Linked DNA regions of Mus musculus: region 2 is linked to region 1. Evidence: chromatin contacts called from public promoter capture Hi-C data. All regions are on one chromosome and are shown on one strand. The core of a region is the stretch at or near the end of the contact, and the rest is flanking DNA. Distances in the headings are between cores, read along the strand shown. Region 1 holds the start of Zscan20 (zinc finger and SCAN domains 20). Region 2 holds the start of Laptm5 (lysosomal-associated protein transmembrane 5).

Evidence for each region. Capture Hi-C pulls out chosen DNA fragments and counts their contacts.
Region 2: a promoter capture Hi-C map of liver shows a contact between it and region 1, with 2.6 times the contacts expected there. The contact joins the promoter of Laptm5 here to the promoter of Zscan20 in region 1. A contact is called at or near these places in 1 of 39 promoter capture datasets (pre-B cells) and 1 of 9 other capture datasets (liver).

Annotation. Positions count from the first base shown.
Region 1 is chr4:128,608,603-128,613,379 of GRCm38.p6, reverse strand. It overlaps Zscan20 (zinc finger and SCAN domains 20), which reads left to right and starts at 3,282. Exons shown (of 8, transcript NM_177758.4): 1 at 3,282-3,386.
Region 2 is chr4:130,911,482-130,915,649 of GRCm38.p6, reverse strand. It overlaps Laptm5 (lysosomal-associated protein transmembrane 5), which reads right to left and starts at 2,334. Exons shown (of 8, transcript NM_010686.4): 1 at 2,216-2,334. The coding sequence starts at 2,302. It overlaps Gm38599 (a long non-coding RNA gene), which reads left to right and starts at 1,758. Exons shown (of 5, transcript XR_001784452.2): 1 at 1,758-1,875.

The sequences.
Region 1 (4,777 bases), core at 2,033-4,532:
GAGGTCTCACAGGTCCCTGCAAAAGTGTCTTTCCACTTTCAGACGCAAACACTCTATCCAACACACTCAGCCCACTCAGCCCTCCTTACGGTGTCAATGTTTACCCAAGTCCTTAGCTTCTTCTTCATGAAATGTCAGGCAGCAAGCAATGTAACTTCTGGGGTTTTAGGATTTCAAATTCCAGCCTTGGTACTTACTGTGCATATGATTTTGAGCAGGCTAATTTATTTATATCTCTAAGCTTCCATCCTTTTCATAAAATGGGGTAACAGTACCAACCTCACAGAGCTTCGGGAACAATTGAACAAGGTGTACTAATGTAACCTGTTAATACCAGCACACTACATACGCTAAGTAAATCACTGATATATTAAGCAATGAATCAGAAGCCGGGTGGCAGTGGTGCAGAGGCAGAGGCAGAGGCAGGTGGATCTCTTGAGTTTGAGGATAGCCTGGTCTACAGAATGAGTTCGAGGACAGCCAGGATTACACAGAGAAACCCTATCTCAAAAAACAAAATAAAACAAAACAAAACAAGTCAGAATATAATTTCTTTTCTTTCTTTTTTTCTTTTTAGTTTTTTTTTTTTTTTTTTTGAGACAGGGTTTTATGTGTAGCCCTGGCTGTCCTGAAACTCACTCTGTAGACCAGGCTGGCCTTGAACTCAGAAATCCGCCTGCCTCTGCCTCCCAAGTGCTGGGATTAAAGGCATGCGCCATCACTGCCCGGCTAGAATATAATTTCTAGCTAAGGAATTTGAAGTGAGTTACTAAAACTAAGATGTAGAATTCCCCCAAATGCAATACTAGCTGACGTAGTGAGCCCTTTCCCAATGCTAGCTACTGTCAAATTTGCTCAAGTTTCATGGGTCTCAATAGAAATAATAGCCAGTAGTCGTTCAACCTTATGAACGCCAGGAGGGAGACAAGCTCTTCACAAACTTTGCATATTTTTTTCCCAACAACACTCAAAGGAAGATTTCAGTATTATTACACCCATTCTCCAGACGAGGAAACTGAAGCCTTAGCAGTTTAGGGGAGTATCTTAGTTTGGGATTTCCATTGCTATAAAGAGACACCATACACCAAGGCAACTTTTATAAAGGACAACCTTTAATTGGGGCTGGCTTACAGGTTCAGAGGTTCAGTCCATTATCATCATGTCTGGAAGCATGGCAGCATCCAGGCAGGCATGGCGCTGGAGGAGCTGAGAATTCTTTTTTTTTTAAAAGATTTATTTTATTAATATATGTAAGTACACTGTAGCTGTCTTCAGACACTCCAGGAGAGGGCGTCAGATCTTGTTGTGGATGGTTGTGAGCCACCATGTGGTTGCTGGGATTTGAACTCTGGACCTTTGGAGGAGCAGTCAGGTGCTCTTACCCACTGAGCCATCTCACCAGCCCGGAGCTGAGAATTCTACACCTTGTTCTGAAGGCAAACAGAAGACTCTTTCCAGGCAGCTAGGAAGAGCGTCTTAAAGCCCACCCCCACAGTGACACACTTCCTCCAACAAGGCCACACCTCCTCATAGTGCCACTCCCTGGGCCAAGGATATTCAAGTCACCACAGGGAGGTAGCACAATTGATAAGGTACCTGCCACATGTTCAATAAGGGTCTCAGTTCAGGTCCTCAGCATTCATATAAAAGCCAGGAGTGTCAGTGCCATAGGTAACGCCTGTACTGGCAAGTGGGATGGGGAGGCAGAGACAGGCAGATTCCCAGAGCTCATGGGTTAGCTAACCTAGCTGGATCCTTCAGTTCAGTAAGAGACCCTCACTCTAGTAATCAGGGTGGAGAATGCTCCAAAAAGGGCATTCATTTTGACCTCAGGCCTCCACAGGCACATGCACCTGCATGCACAGTGCATCTATCCACACAAACATGTTTACAAAAGAGGCGTTTGGAGTTTGCTGGAGGCTTTGCAGCTAGGGAGTATCAAGGCATAGATCCCACATTGAAAGCAAGTGGCTGGACTCCATGTTTTACCTACATATTATCTTTAATCTCCCAGGAACCTACCCTGAGATGGAGGTTTTGTTCTGTCACCTAAATTTTACAGCTGAAAAAAAAAAAAGACAATCGTGATGGAGTTGTTTGTTTGTTCAAGGACATACAGATGGGATGTATGAATTGGGGTTTGAATCTATGGCTGACTGACTACAAGACCCACATTTCCAGCTTCCTATTAGATGGCTCATACCTCAAGAGTATTTACAGTGTTTATCATAGGGTTTCTATTGCTATGACAAAACGCAGTGACCAAAGCAACTTGGGGAAGAAAGGGTTTATTCGGCTTACACTTCCACGTTGTAATCTGTCACTGGAGGGAGCCAGGATAGGAACTCCCACAAAGCAGGAACCTGGAGGCAGGAGCTGATGCAGGGGCCATGGAGGAAACGCTGCTTACTGGCTTGCTCAGTCTGCTTTCTTACAGAACCCTAGACCACCGGCCCAGGGGTAGCCCCACCCACAATTGCCTGAGCCCTCCACTATCAATCATTACGAGAAAGTCCCGCAAGTTCTCCCATAGTCCCTCTTATGAAGGCATCTTCTTCACGGAATCTCTCTTTTCTCTGATGACTCAAGCTCGTGTCAAGTTCGCATGAAACTAGCCAGGACCGTGGAACAAAGCAACTAAGTATTACACTAAGATTATTCAGCTACAGGGATTAACGTGTTTCTGACACCCAGGGATTCAAACTCCGTAAGACTAATTTACATAAAAATGGCTAGTATCTGCTATCTATAGTTGGATCCTGGATCCGAATTAACAGTTCTAGGTTTATTGCCTCACTGATGCCTCACATAAACCTGTCACATGAATGCTATTATTCTTACTTCACAAGTGAAGAGGTGAGATATAGAACTCTGCCAAACCACTCAACTAAGTTGTGAATTTGTGAATTTGAAATTGTAGTTACAACAGACAAACTCTCTCTTGCCCAATAGATGGTCACTGTATTCACCCTCTTTCCTTTTTTTATTATTTTTCCCTACTCTCTCCAGCTCAACCCAGGGGGCCCCACGCTTCTTCAGTAGACCCCGACCCCACGCCCTTCTAATCTAGACTCCACCCAGTAGGCGGCACCGTCACCGCAGAACCAATGGAAGAGAATAGTATCGAGCTACACCCCCCCAGGCATTGGCCCTGCAAGATTTGTTCCGGTACCAGAGCGCCTGAGAAGATGAGGCACTCATTGGCTGACGTCATCTGAGAGGCGGCCGATAGAGGAGTGGCCACCGGTGCTCGCGCGTTGCCTTTTGGGAGTTGTGGTCTCAGAGATCGGGTTCCAGGGCTGGCGGCGCTGGGACTATGCGTCCCAGCATCCCCTGCAAGAGCCCGGGAGCACTTCCGGCCTGTTGAGAAGTGGGTGTCTCTGTGGGTGAGTCTGGGTGGCGGATGGGGTGCAGTTGAGAATCAGGCGCTGGGCTGGAGGCTTTGGAGGTGGTGGTACCCGCGGGGGAGGGGAGCTGGGAAGGTGAGAGGGGAAAGCAAGCATCGTGGCGTGTGTGTGTGTGTGTGTGTGTGTGTGTGTGTGTGTGTGTGTGTCGGGGCGGGAGTGCGGGCGGGCAGAGGCTGCAGCGTGTGGAGATGGGCAGGGTCACCGAGGGGTCGGGATGAAGAGTGAGTTGGAGAGGCGGGCAGTGAGACGGGTCTTACCGAGGTCTGTGGGTAAGGTGGTAGAGATGCGTTTTGGCTGTGAGGGGAAGTTACCTTAGGGTCTAGAAAAGCACAATCAAGGGAAGAGAGAACTCAAGGGCCCTGGCAAAGAAGTGAAGAGGCCCTGAGCGGAAAGTCTGACCTTAAAATAGTGCTTCATTCTCGACACCTGCGTTCATGTCATCTGTGACGGGACTGGCTATTGTGTTCAATCCCAAACCTGTACTTCTTTCCTCATAACTGATAGAAGTGAAAGGCATCTTTATCTACTGACCCGCCCACCCTCGACTGACCCGCCCACCCCTGCTGACCCGCCCACTGACCTACTTGTTTTACCAGCTGATTCCACCTGCGCCTGCATTCTTCTTCATCCACGCCGTTTGCTGTACACTGTTCGAGGCTTGCCATTTCTTTAGTATCTCTTAAAATGACCTCTGTCTTCCGGGAGCCTCTGCAGAAGTGTCCACATTTTCATTTCTCCAACTCGGAGAAACATTGCAGCTAGTGTGATCTGTTGAAACCCTCAACTGTATACCTTCCGTTTGTTCTCCAGCTTGGAATCCATCCCTGGCATGCAACACGTGTTGAATGGAATCTGATCTAGTAGATTCTTCATAATGCTCTTTGCAGCCCACTTTTCCCATACTGCACGCTCCGGGGCTGCCAAGGTGTTTCCCATTCTCCAGGTGGGCCATTTTGCTTCTCTACTATTTCATAGCCTGCCTCTCTGCTGTAACCTCCCTCCCCCATTCTCTCTGCGTTGTACTCAAGAACCAAATCAACAGTTCCTTAAGCAAATTGCCACCTCCAACTTCCCAGCTCCCAAATCACACTTTCTTTATGACATTGGATTAATATAATTATCTGTGACTTTTAAATTTATTAATTATCATTATTATTATTTGTCTCTTCCACTAGATAGCTTCATCAGGGCAGGCAGTGTCTGGATCATCTCCATTTTCTTTGGTCCAGCCCAGAACAGCAGACATCTAATGTAGATCCAGCAAATGAGTAAAGACTTGGTGAATGTGGGCTAAAGACTCTCAGGGGGAGCTTTGTTAGACCACGTTTGAAAATGGCTACGGACTTCCAGGGCTGTGAGCTTCAATCTTC
Region 2 (4,168 bases), core at 1,085-3,584, 2.3 Mb before region 1:
TGCTCTTTCTTATACCCCTACCCCGCGGCTCTACAACATTCCATGGCTCTGAATGACTCACATACCACGCAGTGGTTTTGCAGACTGCACAATCATGGCTCAAAGTCTAGGGACCTGGAACGGTGGCTAGGAGGTGACCTTCTTAACACAATGCAAAGAATGACCAAGCCCCAAATAACACTGGAGCACCAGAGGAAAGGCTCAAAGGCTCAACTTCACACAAAGTCACTTCCTCCCCCCACCAACTGTCTCAGTAGGGTCCGGAACCTGGCATACCTCGGGCACACCAGCTCCTCATCCACACTCCCCCTCCCACACTACAGTATCCCCACCTGTGACACTCACTCCAGGAAGCCTTCCCTGATCGCTTGACCCACAGTGTCCTGATCTTTATGGAAACGGGACATCACTCATGCACCCACAGCTGAGGTGCTTAGACCGCATGAATAAAAAGAAAACCCAATGGTTGCACGATGCAGCCTGCCAGGTTTATTTACTTTTTAATATGTTTATGCTCTTCTGAGATGCCAGCCAATCAGACAGGAAACATTTCTCTGCAAGACAGGAGCAGAGCCACCAGAGCAGATGGAGCAAGGGTTCCAGCGACCGCAAGCCCCTCCACCCCACTGAAGCCACTTAGTGACCCACCCCCACCTCCAGCATACTGCAAACGTCTAAGTTCAAAGATCCCATCCACAGCCCCTGGTCTCCACTTTAGATAGGGAAGCAAGCCCCAAGCCGGGTTTTCCCAGGAGCTCAAACAGCTGGCTCTGGCAGAGCTGGCATAAGGACCCTTGTCACGTCCTTCCCAGAATGGTGTGCTATCTCAGCAATGACAATCTGAAAGAATTGATGCCGAGACAGAGTGCCACCGCCCCTCTCAGCTCCTGTGCTGGCTGAGGCTGTACAGGACAGACTCTGAGTCTCCCCATCCCCCATGCCAGGCCCTAGAACAGTGGTTCTCAACCTATGGGTTGAGACCTTTTTGACAACTCTTTATCTAAAAATATATTTACATTATGATTCATAACAGTAGTAAAATTATGGTTATGAAGTAGCAATGAAAATAATGTTACGGTTGGGGAGGGTGGGGTCACCACAACGTGAGGGACCGTATTTAAGAGTCGCAACATTAGGAAGGTTGAGAACCCCTGCTTTCGGTGGACAGGTGGGTCAAGACACACTCATGGAAAGGCAGGGGACCATGTTGCACATGTCCCTCATGCTTTATAGATATCAACTTCACCCACACAGCCACCCAACACACAGCTCTTATCATCCTCATCTTCTGTTTTGATCTAAAGAAACAGGCTCAGAGAGGTTCAACAAGTCATGTGAGACTGCACAGCAAAGGCTGGGAATGGGGGAGGGGGGCAGGGAGGTGCACACAAGAGCTTCAGGACAGAACTGGTTTGTACCACTGCCTGGTGCCACACGGCCTGTGGCCGGAAGCAGATGTCACCAGGCTCTGCGCAGCAGCCTACGGATTTAGGTTGATTTTGAGGAAGCTCTTCCAGGCCCAGGAGAGCTGTTAGCCACAGGTTCTGTCTGAGTCACTGAAGCCAAGAAATGTTTGGGCCTCAGAGAGCTAAGTGTGGCCAGGGGCAGGGGGTGAGGGGTAAATCCCAGCAGAAGAGAACAGAGACTCCAACTTTAGGCCACTCCAAAGGGAGAGCCTTATCCCTGGTCACTAAGACTGGACCTGGGGTCACACTGTGACAATGACAGCCACTGTGACATGCTGGCTGCCCCCCACCACCCCCAAGCAGTTCCCCAGCCACAAAGCTTAAGCCATCCTTGAAGGGAGAAGGTGGCAGCTTGACTGAGCTGTGAGCTGAGAGGAAGCAGTCGCTGGTTCCCAGTAGAAGTCCAAAGGTAAACCCAGACCCCAGACTAGGAAAGGGCCCAGAAAGCCCTACACCCGGGCCTGTGTGGAGCTTGGCATCCTGGAACAATCCCAACCTGCACTCCTCCCCGTTGCCAGCCTGCCTTTCTCTTTGCACAGCCACAACCAAAAGGGCACTATTCTGTTCAACTCCACAGGGAACTACTAAGGCCCAGAGTAGCACAGGGCTTGTCCAGGGTCCCACAGACAAGTAATAGGTAGCAATCCCCCAGTTGGAAGGTCTCAGTGTGTCCTCACGCACACACACACACACACACACACACACACACACACACACACACCAAACACCCCAGACTCCCCAATACTCACTATGTGGTAAATGGCCAGGGCTATGGTGGCGACTCGGATGTTGAAACAACAGCATGTCTGTCTGACCGGCGCTGCACGGGAGGCCATGGTGCGCAGTCCCCTCTTCGGAGGCTCTGAGTAAGGAGTCTTGGGCCCACAGCAGAACAAAAAAGAGGAAGCCACAGGCTGCCTGCCTCACTTCCGCCTTGCCCTCAGACGGTAGGGGCCAGGTCTGTAAGTCTGGGTTGTAGCAGCTGCAGGGGAGGGAAGGGGGGGGGGGGTCACAGGGAGCCCGACTGAGGCATCTACCACTCCCAGGGGCTCCAATGCTTCACCAGGGCTGGGCTCCGCATTTATATGCACTCTGCTTCCTGGATGCTGAACACCGCCCTAGAAGCCCTTTTCTAGAAAAAGAATCCGATATGGAAATCTGTCCCTAATCAAACAGTAGTTCTAATGGAAGGATTCAAACTCAAATGTGTCTGGTTGTAAAAACAGTAGCTGTCAGTAAACTGCTCCTTCGAGATCCTGTGAAGCTTAGCTCCTTACCTGGGCTGTTCCAGGGAGGGACTGTTGGTTTGGTTTGGTTTGGTTTGGTTTGGTTTGGTCTGGTCTGATTTGGTTTGGTTTGCGGGGGGAGGGGGGGGGCAGGGTTTCTTTGTAGAGCCCTGGCTGTCCTGGAACTCACTCTGTAGAGCAGGCTGGCCTCAAACTTATAGAGATCTGCCTGCTTCTCCCTACCAAGTGTTGGGATTAAAGGCGAATACTGTCACTTCCCAGGAGGAGGTGCTATTCTTATCCCCATTGCACAGATGAAAAAACTGAGGCACAGGATGAAGCCATTTCTCCCTTGCAGTCACCAAGATAGTCTAAAAAGGAGTGGGAACTGGAACGGAGGCCAACTGCCTCTAGAGTAGTAATTCTCAACCTGTGGATCATAACCTGTCCAGGGGTCGGCCGACCCTTTCATGGGAGTCACATATCAGATATTCTGGATATCAGATATTTACATTACAACTCATAGCAGAAGTAAAATTACAGTTATGAGGTAGCAACAAAACATAATTTTATGGGTGGGGATCACCACAGCATGAGGAACTAACTGTGTTAAAGGACCACAGCACCAGGAAGGTTGAGAACCGCTGCCCTAGAGGCCCTCCCTGAAGCTGGGCTTCTCACACATCTCCATCTCCTCCTCACTCTGGGCTCTGAAGAATTGTCACATGGGAAGCCATAGGCATGAGTGTGTACCAGGCCCCTGTAATAGGCTCTTTCTCTTGTGGTCTGTAACCCCTGGAGGAGATCTGGGAGACCCCTGGCCGAACCCGCTTTGCAGGGTCCCTCGAGACAGAAACCTGGGATTGTGCGTTCTTCCCCACTCTCTAAGAAACGTTGGAATTAGTAAGTTTGAGACTCTTCCCTGACTTAAGACTCTTCCCTGATGTCTCAGGGGATAAATGACCCACGCTGCAATAAAGGAAGGGACAAGAAGCCCTTGCTCAGACCTGTGGGAAGCCCCAAGCAGGTGTCCTGTGACACTGTGGAGTTTGGATTGGACACCACAGCATTTTTTGCCCCAGGAGAGATTAGAAACGGCCCCCAGCATACTCATCTTGAAAAGAGTTGTCCTGTCAGGGCAACAAAATCAGGCAGGTTGAGCACTGGGGGGATAGCTTAATCGATAGAGTATTTGCCAAGCAAGCTTGAGGACCTGAGGTCCTGAGTTCAGGTTCCCAGCACACGTGTGCTGGCTTGGTAAGGTGGCCCATCTGCAATCCGGTAGGTGAACTCCGGGTTGAGTGAGAGAACCTGTCTCCAAAACTAATATGGAGAGCCATTGAGAAAGACACTCAGAGTCAACACCTGGCTTACACACACACACACACACACACACACACACACACACACACACAAGCTCCTGGCAGACCTGGTCATCCCTTCAATACTTCATTTGAAAGTCACTTTCTTCTTCAA